Regions from separate parts of the Mus musculus genome. Here region 1 is linked to region 2. Evidence: chromatin contacts called from public HiChIP or PLAC-seq data. All regions are on one chromosome and are shown on one strand. Each heading gives the region's core, a stretch centred on a gene start, on an enhancer-like site or on the middle of the called end of the contact. The rest is flanking DNA. Distances are from core to core; before and after follow the strand shown.

Region 1 (6,126 bases), core at 2,060-4,559, 1.7 Mb before region 2:
ACCCACAGCAAGTGAGGGGACACAGCATCTCTTCACACAGGCCTTTGTTTTCCCTGAGTCTCCTTCTCCTTATATATAAGATGGGGGTAAATCAAGGACCACACCACTGGCCTTTCTACACAGGTAGATGAGGCACTTTGCCCTTGAGTGTCTTTTCCTGGTTGCTGACAGGTTGGGAAACACTGGGACAGAAGGAGTCTGGAGACGAGGCCTGTCTCTGTGTGTTTTTCTGTCCTCTCTTTGTACATGCTTCCTCCCAGAGGGCATAGGTCACACCTGTTGCTCAGGCTGCAGTCTCAGCCTCTTGGACTCATGCTCACTGTGAGCACAGCAGGTGTCGCTCACTGTGGAGAGGGTACATCCCATTTTCCACTTCCTTGAAAACTGCCCAGATAAAGAGACAACATCTGAATTCTCCTGTTTCGACCCCTACTAGGGTTGGAAGGGAAGTCACCATGCAGATAGGAAAACTAAGGCTTCTAAAGGTTTGCCAAGCATCCCACAGGGTAAATGGAATACTGGCCCAGAGGATGAGAGGGAGGGGGAGGGGAAGGGAGAGGGGGGGGGGAGAGAGAGAGAGGCCTGCTGGTCCAGCAGCACTGGAGGTTGCTTGGTGGAGTACTCACTCCCTCTAGCTATCACAGGACACCCCCTGGGCTCTACCTTCATTCAGCACTGATGCAAAGCCTGCCCTGCACTAGGAGCCAAGAGGAAAGCACCCTCCCACTGGGCAGGTGGATGGAGTCAAATGGCTGTTTCTCTTCTCTAACCAGATATCCCCCCCCCCCCCTCCAGCTGCTAATGCAGGAAGTAAGGAATTGACCCTGGAGCTCTCGGAACCCTGGCCTTCTGAGAGGGTGGTTTTAGCTGGTTCTGAGAAGATCTTTAGGGCATTACTGATCTTGTGGGACCCACCCTCCTCCTTCCTTAAAGCTCCTCTGCCCTCAGCCCTGGGTGAAGCGTCCAGATGCATTGTGGGAACTGTCTCCTAGGACAGACAAGTGGAGAGATAGCATCTCCTAGGTGATGCACCTAGGGGACCAGGACAACAGGTTTGCTGACCAAATGCCTCAAAGAGAAACTTAAGTGAGTTTACCCGGGAAGGGATGTGAGATGGCCCTTCCAGGCAGAGGGAGCTGGTCTGGTGCAGTGTGACAGTGAGGCCAGATGCCAAAGCTTACCAGTCAGTAGGTGGAGCACAGGGCCTGGGAACTACAGCTCCAGACCAAACCCAAGAGGGTGCTGGTTTGAGACCCTGCAGCTGGGCAAGCAAGACCTGCTGCTGTGATCAGGTCACATTCTGCTAGTCGCTCACCAAGAAACAAGATGACTTTCCTTGGGGCCATGCGATCCCCATTCGGATTTTGGAGTTTTGGCTACAGTGATAAATAACATCCTGTAGCATGGGCTCAGGAGCTGAGGGATGGTGAGAGCCCAGAAGATGTCCCGAGAACCGCTATTTTATCCTTAGAATGCCTGAGAGAGGGGACGGATTGGCAGGCACTCAGGGGAACCCTGACAAGTTACACCAAACTACTTAGTGGCTTAGAGACCTCCTATTCCTCTCCTGGGTCAGAGCCCCCCCCCCCCCCCCCCCCAGTCTCCCATCAGCCAGGACAATCACAGCTGTGGGCTGGAGTCATGTTTCTTCTTAGAGGCTGCACTCTAACTCATTAACTTAAGGCTAGGCCTGGATAGACATGGGCTGGATCAAACAGTTGGGCAGTTTAGCTCTGAGCTGAAGGGATCTTCTATTCCTATTGTTCCCAGGGGGGCAATCATCCTGTGTCACCAGAGAACAGCCAAGGCTATGACTGCCCAGTCAAGTGCACTGTCAATATTAGTAAAAAATTTAAGGACCTGCAAGGTAGCTTGCAAGAGGTCTAACTCCCAGGCTCCCGCCACTCCCCCCCCCCCCAAAACCCCCCAGAGCACAAACCCTATTCCCTGGAGTGAGGGCTAAGCAGCAGGGTTTTCTTTTTTTTGGGGGGGGGAGGGGTCCTCTCCCCTGGGAGAGTGCTTTGACCAGGGAAGTGTGGGAGGTGCTTGGCCATGCAATGGGCTGGCCCCTGTGTTTATCTTGAGAAAAGTGGAGGCTGTGGAGGTGGAGGGAGGTCGTTCAGAGCCAGGTGGAAGCATTTGCCTGGAATTACAAGTGTGGGCTGAGAGAAATAAATGGGCTGGTGTTCAATAAAAAACGTCCACCTCGGCAGAGCTGGGGTACCAGTGAGGCTCTGCCAAAGCAACTCCAACCCAGAGCCCCTGGTGCCCCACTTTTGGAGATGCTGGCTGTGTTTGACTTCCATATGACTCCTAATGGTCTGTCTGTCCGGTTCAGTCCTTTGGGACTCCAACAAGGGAGTGGAATGGGGAGGGGGAAACACTTTGTTAAACCGAAGGAGGGCTTTGGGCAGGCAGTAAAGTGTTTACAAAGTAGGAATCCCTTCAGCATCTTTGGGTGTCCTTATCGAAGGCCTTTATATACAAGGCTCACATCCCTCCCCTGGTGGCAGGCCTGTGGGCTGTGGCAGGCACTGCCCAGTGATCTATGTCTTTAGGCCTTCAGCCCCAGCCAGGTCTTTGTTCAGACCAGGAAGCAAAAGGGGGAAAGCTCCATTTCTCTCTGAAAGGGAGAACAGGGGAGGCAGCTAGAGAAGGGGGAGAGATTCCCACACCTGTGTGTGTAGGGCGGGGTTAGGGACAAGAGAAAGAGATGTGTTGTGATTAAGGTCGGCTGTGCTGGACTGCTGACTAGATGATAGGGGATGAGGAAAGAGGGAGGGAAAGGGAGAGAGAAAGAAAGAGAAAGGGAGAATATGAATATACGAGAGAATTTTAGGGTGTGCAGGAGACCCTTCAACAGCTGTCCCCAGCTTTGCGAAGCATCCCCCTCCCGCAATTCACAGCCCTGTAGCGTCCGGAGTTGATCGGGCCTCTCCCTCCCCCTGCCTGCTCGCACTGCCCCCCCCCCCCCCAGTCACCTGTTCTCCCACCCTTACTTCAAAGGCTGTTCCAGGTTTCTCTCCTCCCCCCATCGCCTCGTACCTGCGCCCCCGCAGGGTAGCCTGAAAGCGATGCTCAGCTGGGTGGTGTGGCGCGGGGCGAAGAGGCGAATACCCCGCAGATCCTGTGTGTGCAAGAGCGATGTGTGTACGCGCTTGAGTGCGCGAGCGGCCCCGAGCCGGCCAGCCCGGGAGAGGGTGCGTGGGGGAGCCCGCGAGTGGCAGCCGCGGGCGTGTGCCAGGCGCGGGCGGGCGTGCGCGCGAGGGTGTGTGTGCGTGGCCGAGGCGGAGCGCCCGGGCGGGCGGCGGCGACGGCGGCGGCGTTAGGACTCTGGGGACACCGCCCCCCGGCCCCCGCGTCCCGCCCCCGCCCAGCCTCGCGCCTCAGTTCGCGCCGCGCCTGGGCTCGGAGCGCAGCGGCGCCGGCTCCCGCAGCCGGAGAGGAGCCAGCCCCGGGAGCCCAGCGGCGCGCACTGCCTGCAGCCGCGCTGGCGATGCGGGGCCGCCCCGCGCCCGCCCGAGTCCCGGCCCCGGCGCCCTCGGGAAGGGGCTGAGCCGCTTGCCGCCCGGATGGGGAGCCTTGGCGGGCTCGCCCTCTGCCTGCTCCGGCTCCTGCTCCTGGGGCTGCAGCGGCCGCCGTTGCCCGGCGCCGGAGCGCAGAGCGCCGCAGGTGAGTGCGCCCGCCGGGCTCCCCGGGCCCCTTCGCTCTCCCCAGCCCTGGGAGGAGAAAGTTGGGTCCCGTGGCCAGGGGATGCCGGGGCCCGGTGGGAGTCCCGTCCCAACCTCCGGACGCAGCTGCTGTGTCCAGGCGTGCCCAGTCCCGCTCCAGGTCCCCCCCTGGCCCCTCGTCGCCTTACTTTCCTGCCGCTTCCCCCCCACCCCCGGGCGGGAGTAACTTTGCGCGGCTGTTGCGAATATTTCCACTTGCTGCCTCCCACTTGTCGGAACCTGTCACTCGAGTGTTTCGGGGTGGAGGGAGGAGGCGCCGCTTCTCGCCCGGCGCGGAGCACTGTCACCCGGGCAGCTTCCTGGGCTGCGCGCTCTTGGAGTGGGGAGCACAGGTCCCTAGCAGGCCCAGGCTGCCAGGGCGGTGGCTTTTCCTTTCTCCTGGGAGACACTGAAGATCATCCAGTGTTGTTCTAAACACGCCGCTCCCCTTAGCGAGCCCTTAGCAGCTGGGACTTCCCATGGGAGTGTTCTTGTGAATGACCCACTCGGCTAAACCCTCACCTCACCTCGTGGCTCTGTCCAGAGTAATGGGTACCCTGCTAAGGCCCTTTAAGTGCAGTGGCTTTGATCAGTGAGCTAGTGGGCTTCTGAAAACTTCGGGACACTCGTCTTTCGGCTTGCCCATGGGCAGGTAGCTAGTTCCCCAGAGTGTGTCTAGTGTCTTCTTAGTGGCGACTGAGCTGAAGAGACCACTACCGAGGGTCTCTCTCATCACTAAAACCCCACTGGTAGGGCTTCCTTCCGTGAGTCCCTTAAAGAGGGAAGGAGAGGTGGGGAGGGATACCTCCAAGTTCAAAATCACCTCGAAGTTTCTTAGCACCTTTGGTTTAGGAGTGACCACACTGAGCTGCTGTCGCTGGTCGGGGTCGGGGGCGGGGGGCACGTTGAGGCATGTCAGCGGAACTTAGGAAAGGGTTCTTTTTGGATTGCTAAGCAACAGCTGTGCTCACATAAGAAATCAGGGGAGGAAGAAAGGGAAAGAAAGGCAGTGAGCCTGATGGAAGTCTCTAAACAGGCTGCTTTTGAGAGGAAGAACCGCCGGAGTGACATTCCGTTAGAAATGTCTTAGGTTTTCTTCCCTGACTTGATGTTAAAATGGAAACTGGACACAGGATGTATGGGAAGGAACAGCTTGTTTTCGTGCCAGCGAAGTTGAGCAAGGAGGCCACTCTTTTTGAGGTGTCTGAAGCTGAAAGGCTGGGACAAGAGGGGGAGAAAAGAGACGGCCGCAACATCATTCTGAAGATGCTTCAAGGCTCTTGTTTCCCTCGCTTTGGGGTCTGCGTTAGGTGTGCTGTGTCAGGAAGCTGGCAGGAGGGTGCTTGAGGCAGTCCTGGGGACCCGGGTATGACTTATGATTCTAATCTTTACTGTCTTCTAAGGCTTGGCGGGACATTCATACGTTAATAGTACTCACGTTCCCGCAGCAGAAACCGGATCAAACACGTCCCACAGACCTTTTTTGGGTAGCAGCTGTAAACCCAGAACCTGCTCCAGAAAGCTGTCCAGGGCTGAAACGCACGCCGGTTCCGCATGTTACCGCAAGGTGGCGCTCGCTCACAGCTGTTAAATGCAAATCGAGCCGCTTTCATCTCAGGGATAGAACTTCGGTTCAATTTTTAAATGAGTAATGTGTTTATTCAGCAGCCTTTTGTTAAAACATTTAGAGAAGTGTGAGGAGGAAGCACCTTTTCTTTGTTTGCTGCTCGGAACACACCGGGAAGAAAAGCAATCCTGGAGTACAGTTTGGGAAGAAATCGACTGCGAAGGCGCCATATGTTTCCTTTGGTTCTACCTGGGCCCATAGCTTTTGCAAAGCTACAATAGCATATATTTAGCAAGCGGCTGCGTTGTTCCCGGCTCCTTAAAGGAGTAGGATTAGCTTGTCTTGGTGACTTGGTGCGTTCTAAGCTCCGCTCATTTATAGAAATGGGCATCTTTTTTTTTTCTATACCTAGCTCATTATCGCTCTACTTTAATGCTAACTAGATCGTTTAAACTGGATTCTTCCGGGGCTTTCCTTATGAACATCTGTAATTGTCGACGCGTTAATCCTGCAACTGTTGACTTGTTAAAACGGACTTCTCTTCTTATTTTATTCCTCATTGTGGTATTGTCAGAATCCAAATTTGTTATAAGTATGATTATAGTTTGGGTCTCTTTTGAAAAAGCTTATTTTAAACTTTCTGCAAGTCTGAGTAAATAATGCATTTTAAAACTCAGTAGTGTGTTCTCCATATTCCTTTGATCTGAAGATTCCCCGGTCTCGGAAGCAATTTCAATTTGTGAGCTTACATCTAGGACATTGAGGGCTGATGGGCTTTGCTGTGACTGTTGGTCACAGTGTCCAAAAGTCGGAGTCAGAAGCTGTCATCAAAGGCAATTTCCCCCTACC
Region 2 (6,481 bases), core at 677-3,176:
TCCCATGTGGGAAAGTGGTGTTATTACTGCTCGGTGCTGAGCATGTACTCCAGGTGGGCACTCATTAGAGTATGATTAGCTACCACACACACACACACACACACACACACAATCCCATTCTCATCTGTGATACTTTTGATCAGAAAACAGTTGCCAGCTACAAGGTTCAAAGTTCAGAAGCTGGGTTGTTGTATGAACCACACACAGTTTTAAGAATATCTGTGCTTGGAATGGTCTCAAACCCAGAATCATTAACAGTGTTTATCACATGCTATGCACGTTGGGAAGGTAACACCTCTGTTAACAAAACAAGAAGTAATGAAGCAGCTTTTGTTAGCACAGTACTGTGTGGCAAGTGCTGTCTTTTGTTAGCACAGTACTGTGTGGCAAGTGCTGTCTCTGCTGTCTGCAGCTCTGGCTGCAGTGGCGAGACTGGGGCTTGGGTGCTTTCTGAAATAGGAAAGCAGTGATAGGGTGACATTGTGGCCAATGGACGATCAGGGAGAAGGAGGAGAAAAGACTTGGAAGGACATTTTATGACGTAAATGGTCAAATCCTGCTGTAAGGAACCTTTAGTCTGGAACTGAACAAGAACCCATTTCTTGTGGGTTAAGATCCTCTAAATTCATCGGGCAGTGGTGGCGCACGCACTCCTTTAATCCCAGCACTTGGGAGGCAGAGGTAGGCGGATTTCTGAGTTCGAGGCCAGCCTGGTCTACAGAGTGAGTTCCAGGACAGCCAGGGCTACACAGAGAAACCCTGTCTAGGGTTCTCAAAAAACAAACAAAAACAAAGAAAGATACCCTAAACTCAGTATTAATTGTATGTAAATTTTATCGTACTTACAAACAGGCATCATTCTTTCCCCTTTGTCCGGAATTAGAGCACAGTCTCAGTCAGCTACATAAATCCTAAGCAAACTAAACTGTCCCCTATCTGCTCCTGCAGGCTCTGTAATAAGACACCTGAGCTTTATGACATTTGGTTTTATATCTACTTTGTACACAAAGTTTATGCAAAAGTAGGAACCTTGATTTTCTTGCAAAATGAAAACATCAGCAGGGTCTTTTTGATTCTGACTTCAGACCTTTTGTTACCTGTATACAGAGATCCTTGTGTTCTGCAGACTCCTTTACTTTTTTTCAGTGTCTAGCTCGAGAATCACCTCTTAGACCCGTCCCAGCAGTCCCTGGTTGATGTTCTATGTTGCCTTTGGTACTGCGTGCATAGCCACTGCTTGTCTTTCACTCACCAGACAGAGTCCCCAGGACTAACTCTTCTGATGTTTCCACTGTTAGTCCTGGAGCCTAGCACTTTACTCATTATCTGGCCAACTGCTGTGTTGACACTGGGGTTTGGTAAGGGCATAGGAGAAATCCCCTGAATCCAGAGATCCCTCCCAAGTCTGCACTGCCACTGCCACCTCAACCAAGACAAAATGGGGGGCAGGGGGAGCAGCCATGCACAGAGGAGACTAGGCCTTCTAGTTTTAAGTAAGGAAATAAATGTACCTCACTCCTCAGTAGGGAAATACCATGTACATAGCTGTGCCACCTTCCGCTGCCGGCATTACCTTGGAGGGAGCACAGTGTGTTCACTCACCCGCAGAGCTACACTGCACTCACAAGCCCCTCAGAGGTCACTTCTGAACCTGAGTTTCATCACCATTGATGATTAGCTTAAGCGACTTCCCTGCTCCACACTTTCTCCGGCTGTCTAACACTGGTTGCTAACAATACGTTTTTAAAAATTCTTCCGCAGTATTGACTGCAGCCTGTGCAGCAGTTTCTTCCCTAGACTCAGTAGACCCCAGTGGTGCTGTTACTACTGTTGGTAATCCTCTACATAAGGACATATACTCCAGGCAAAGGAGAAATGCTAAGTGTCTGTTAATATTCCCTCCTCCCAGCTACCAGCTATTAATGCATTGGCTTTGTGCCAGCACATAGATTGCTCATTATACTCCACAGCCACCCTGTAATAAGCTGAGTATTACTTTCTCCATTTTCAAAAAGAAGAAAAGCACCTTAGAGAGAAGGAGCCATTTTGCCCAAAGCCAAAGAACAGAGGCTTTGTTCTCAGGATGGAGAAATTGTGTTCTGTCTGTCCCTTTGTCATCAGCACTCTGGACCCCTTACCTGAAGTCAACTCATTTCTTAGATGAACATGTCTTTCCCTTGTAAGTAGAAAATGGTGTTCCATGTTAAACTGTGAGCTCAGCTGTAAGACCTTCTGTGTACCCACAACTATTGGCTTCCTGTGCATCAAACTCACATTCATCTGGTTACTTGGCCATGTTCTGTCATTCTGTTGATGATAAATGCTTTACAAAAGATGGGATACAGGAAAAAGCACTTATTCATACCAAGAACTTTCCTATGTGAGTGTTTACTCAAGGATTATTCACGTTTACTAAATGCACCAGCAGAAACTGCTGGATAGACTGGAGGAGAAAACTGTGTGCTGACCTCACACCACACTGGGAGCCTGTAGCTGTGGACAAGCCCTTGTCAGCTGCCATTATGCCTTCAGAGGGAATGTTTCCCTCTGCTTGATAGGCTGGTACACTCTGCCACCCAAGCTTTGTATGCTGTAGAGTATTTTCCCCTGCCAGTATCTATCCTTAAAAATGTCAGCATTCAAAGTACCTCACAGAGGTTCTAGCCACATCTAAAGGCTCTTGTTGGCTGGAAGACAGACAGACAAGATGTAGTAGGACTTTTTAGTTTTGTTCACCTGCCTAAAGAGTAGGATGCGGAGGCACTTTTTGATGCCATTTCAAAATGGCATCATAGATCATCCTCATTTTCTGCTCTGTTAAATAGTAGGAAACAGTTCTGGGCAGTAGAAGGCAGCTTAGCTAGTGCTCCCCAGTCCTAAGTGTCTTTTCACCTCCAAAGCCAATTTTTTTCTGGAACTCTCTTGGTTCCCTTTCTTAGATAACTTGGTCCTCAAATCAGACTACCTGTATTCGAGGCCCATGTTATAGCCTGAGACCCTGAGTGACTCAGCCTCCTGGGGCAGTTGTCTGGACCTGTGAGATAGTTGGAATAAGTAGAGGGGCCGTGTGAAGGGTTTTGTCACCCCCATTCTACACAGGAGAAATCCATATTCAGAAAATGGACTTCTTTCTCTGCACTTTCTCTAGGGTTTTCTCTCCTGGGTCCATACATGGCTTCAGGGCCTAAAAGAATGTTTTAAGTTTTAACTATTGGAAGCTCTGTGTGTCTATCCACCTTCACTGTGTCAGAGCACCTGTCTCCTGTCCAGGAGCCAACAAGTGCTTTCAATAAACACCAGCAGTGACTCTCCTAGACACTTCACTCACTCTCAGAGTCTTCCTGTTTCATATCTTCTGGCAAGTAGAACATTCTTAACTTGGGCATCTCCTTTCCCAGTCCCAAATCATCCTTTGTAAAGAGCATTTGTAAAGTTTTACTTTGAGACAGGACAAAGCTAATGAAGCCGTCTGTTCAGCCGATTTCATTAGTGCACTGACGTCACAAACTCTGTGCTTCTGCTCTTACTCCAGGTTGGTTTGGAGCTTCAGATGTTAATTTTAAGTTACACCATTGGGACCCATGTCTGGAGCAGTCATGCTTTATAAAAAATAGTGTCCGTTTCCATAATGAGCGATACCCTGACTTTTTCACAGTGAAAAACAGAAATGCTCTTTGTGAGATGACAGTATTAAATTGCAAGTAGTGGTGGCAAAGCAGATATTTAAATTCACAGCTAAAACAGAAATGGTGCTTATAAATAGTAATTGAGTTTCCCATCCCTTAACCTGATTCTCTGTGGGAAGAAGCTCTGGGGGAGGGCGTGTGAGAGGAACTGCCTAAGTGAGCTTTGGTTGTGAGGCCTGTCTGGGTCTTACGATGTCCAGAGGCTTTTCTGTGCATGCATAGTCTTTGCAGCAGGGCCTTTCTCAGTGGTTTCTTCTGGGCTGCAGTTTCGCTGATGCAATGGCTTCATTTATCCCTAGGCGAGTCCCAGTGATGGAAGTGATGGCATTTTTGGTGAAAAGAAGGATGACAGCCAGGCAGGTGAGACTGTGTCCTGCAGGCAAAGAAAAGTAAGGTCCCAGTTTGTAGTTACTGTGAAGTTTATATAAATCAATGCTATCTTTAAGGAGATTTAAAAGTAAGTTGACCTGTATTAAGCTTCCCTAGAGTGACACATGTCTCTGAGTTCCTCCAGCTAATATCAGATGCAAAAGTTACACAAGCGCTGTCTTCAGGACATAATCTGACCAGTAAAGAAGGGACTGTAATCTCACTGGTGTGGGGTGTTTTGTATCTCAGTTTAATCTTGACTGGAGCTTTGGTAGTTGGAAGGGTCAGCTGCATAGAAGCCATGACTGTGAAGAAGGCAACAGAATTTTGCTCTTTCCTTTCTGTAGAGTGACTCTGCCCTCCAGAAAGAGGTGTGCATTTGAGCAAGAACAGCACTGACCACAATGCAAAGCTGTTTTTAAAGCAAAATTGTTGCCTTTCCCACTAGCCTGGCTCCTGACTGATGTTAAAGCAGCTGTTGTAAACCACTAAGCCTGTTTCTTTGTGTTTAAACAAACAAGGAAAGACCCTCTTGTTGCATTTGCCTGTGTAAATACTAATGTCCTCACTGATGTTTGAAGCCCAGGATGGCTCCGACCCAGACAAATCACCCTGGCCAGTTTCCTCTGCCCTCACTGCTCGACTCAGGCGTCTGGTCACTATTTACCAGCGCTGCAACCGCAAGGAGCTATGCAGACCTGAAATCTTAGGCCCAGGTAACCAAGGATACTGGGTTCAGGAGGAAGTGTTCAGGAGAACTTCAGAAATGGACCTCATCAACAAGGAAGCCCAAAAAAGGTAACAGTCGGGGCAAGAAAGCATTTTAGATAAGTGGTCACTGGGTAAAGGGGACAAGGGAAAGGCTAGTAGCTGGAGGTACATGAGTTAAGAAATTCTGAGCAGTCCCAGGTGACAGACTGCCTTCAGAATTTCTTAACCACAGCCTCCAATGGTGAATAGGGAGGCAAATAGATCTAAGACCCTCTGTGCACAATGCCTAGATATAAGACTTTCTAACTTGTATTATTCCTGAAGTCAGACCCCAGTTTCTGAGAACATAGCTTTAAAACACCATACTGATATATGTTATGCCATATTTCAAATTCCCTGATTCTTGTAACAACAAAAGGAATATTGTGTGTTGAAGCTGTCCTACTATAATCTCGTGTTTATCAAGATTTTGAGATCAATAAATACATATAAAAATCAAAACCCAAATAGAAAGTGTATGTTACTCATAGTTACTTGATCATATGAGAATTAAGCCAAAAAGGCCAGTAAGGCTAGGAATGAACACAGAAGAGCTACAGCTCTGAGTCTTTAGATTATTTTTCTTCTGAGGCAGAATTTAGCAAATTAAAAGATAGAAAATTCTATTTTTTTTCTCTGTACTCCCTCTTGACAGTACAACATTTAGAAGTGCATCTGGCACAGCTACAGAGCCCCTTCCTTTTTCTTATTCTTCCCCTGATTCCTCATTCCAACCTCTGTGCCTAGCTGGGGTGGAGCGCATACCCAAGAACCCTCATAAAGACTGAGGTGACGGGAGCTTACCTGTTCTCTAAGTACTGTCTTAATCCTGTTGAGGACCTTTGTGTCCCAGAGAAGGTGATGGACATAGGCCACCACCCACAGAGTAGGAGGGAAAAACTAGGAGAACATGGGAGTCGGAGCACTTGCCTTCTCAGTAGGAGAGGTTGAACGAGACGGGACAGAAAGACCCCCAGAGTCTGCGTTCAGCATCGTCATGAGGGAAAGGCAAAATGCAGGTGGTATTATTTTAGCTTTTATATCCAACAAGTGAAAGATTAGCTAGATAATTCCTAAAATCGATGACCAAGAAATAGCACAGTCTACATACTTGACTTTGAAAAGGAGAAATCAGTACAAGAAGAGGGAGCTGAAGATTTGAAAGTCGTCCCCTCTTTGGAAGCAGATGTAAGCCTCTCCTTTCTGTTTGACTTAACAATAAAATACACAAGCCAGTGCCAAGCTTAGTGATACAGATGTGTAATCCCAGCACTCAGGAAGAGGATGCAGGCAGATCTTGAACTCAAGGCCAGCTTGGATCCCAGGGTCACAACAAGATCCTGTTTCTAAAAGTACAAAACAGCTCACCTTTCCTCTAATTAACTCTCAGGTGGACTAGAAGAGAGCAAGCTGACTTCTATAGGACAGTGTCTTCCTTTGGTGTTGTGTATGACCAAGAAAAGAAAGCCTTTGACTGGACACAGTTCCGCATCATTTCTCGTTTGGACAAGAAGTCAGATGAGAGCCTGGAGCACTATTTTTATAGCTTTGTAGCCATGTGTCGGAATGTGTGTCGTCTCCCCGCATGGAAAGATGATGGTAAGAAGACTCTTGTCACTATGTCAGCAGGGAGGTGGGAAGAGAACACGTTAAGTTTAAATTACAGAAGTACTATA

Evidence for each region. HiChIP or PLAC-seq counts read pairs in DNA pulled down with a chosen protein or histone mark.
Region 1: a contact with region 2 is called in an H3K4me3 HiChIP or PLAC-seq map of embryonic forebrain, with 6 times the contacts expected there. The contact joins the promoter of 9430021M05Rik here to the enhancer-like site in region 2. A contact is called at or near these places in 3 of 39 promoter capture datasets (the 3T3-L1 cell line and the C10 cell line) and 2 of 115 datasets of contacts at active chromatin or transcription factors (embryonic forebrain and forebrain).

Annotation. Positions count from the first base shown.
Region 1 is chr2:162,658,346-162,664,471 of GRCm38.p6, reverse strand. 9430021M05Rik (RIKEN cDNA 9430021M05 gene) reads right to left here and starts at 3,309. Exons shown (of 4, transcript NR_033569.1): 1 at 3,046-3,309; 2 at 2,676-2,751. It overlaps Ptprt (protein tyrosine phosphatase, receptor type, T), which reads left to right and starts at 3,325. Exons shown (of 31, transcript NM_001291150.1): 1 at 3,325-3,672. The coding sequence starts at 3,573.
Region 2 is chr2:160,967,711-160,974,191 of GRCm38.p6, reverse strand. Chd6 (chromodomain helicase DNA binding protein 6) reads left to right here. Exons shown (of 37, transcript NM_173368.3): 28 at 3,986-4,046; 29 at 4,637-4,853; 30 at 6,196-6,404. Among named protein-coding and RNA genes, the nearest start is that of Emilin3, 59 kb to the right of the region's middle. Within about 2 kb of position 1,926, at least 20 of the 459 cell types and tissues checked have an H3K27ac peak or open chromatin away from gene starts, as enhancers often do. A contact at or near this core is called in embryonic forebrain, where this site is marked.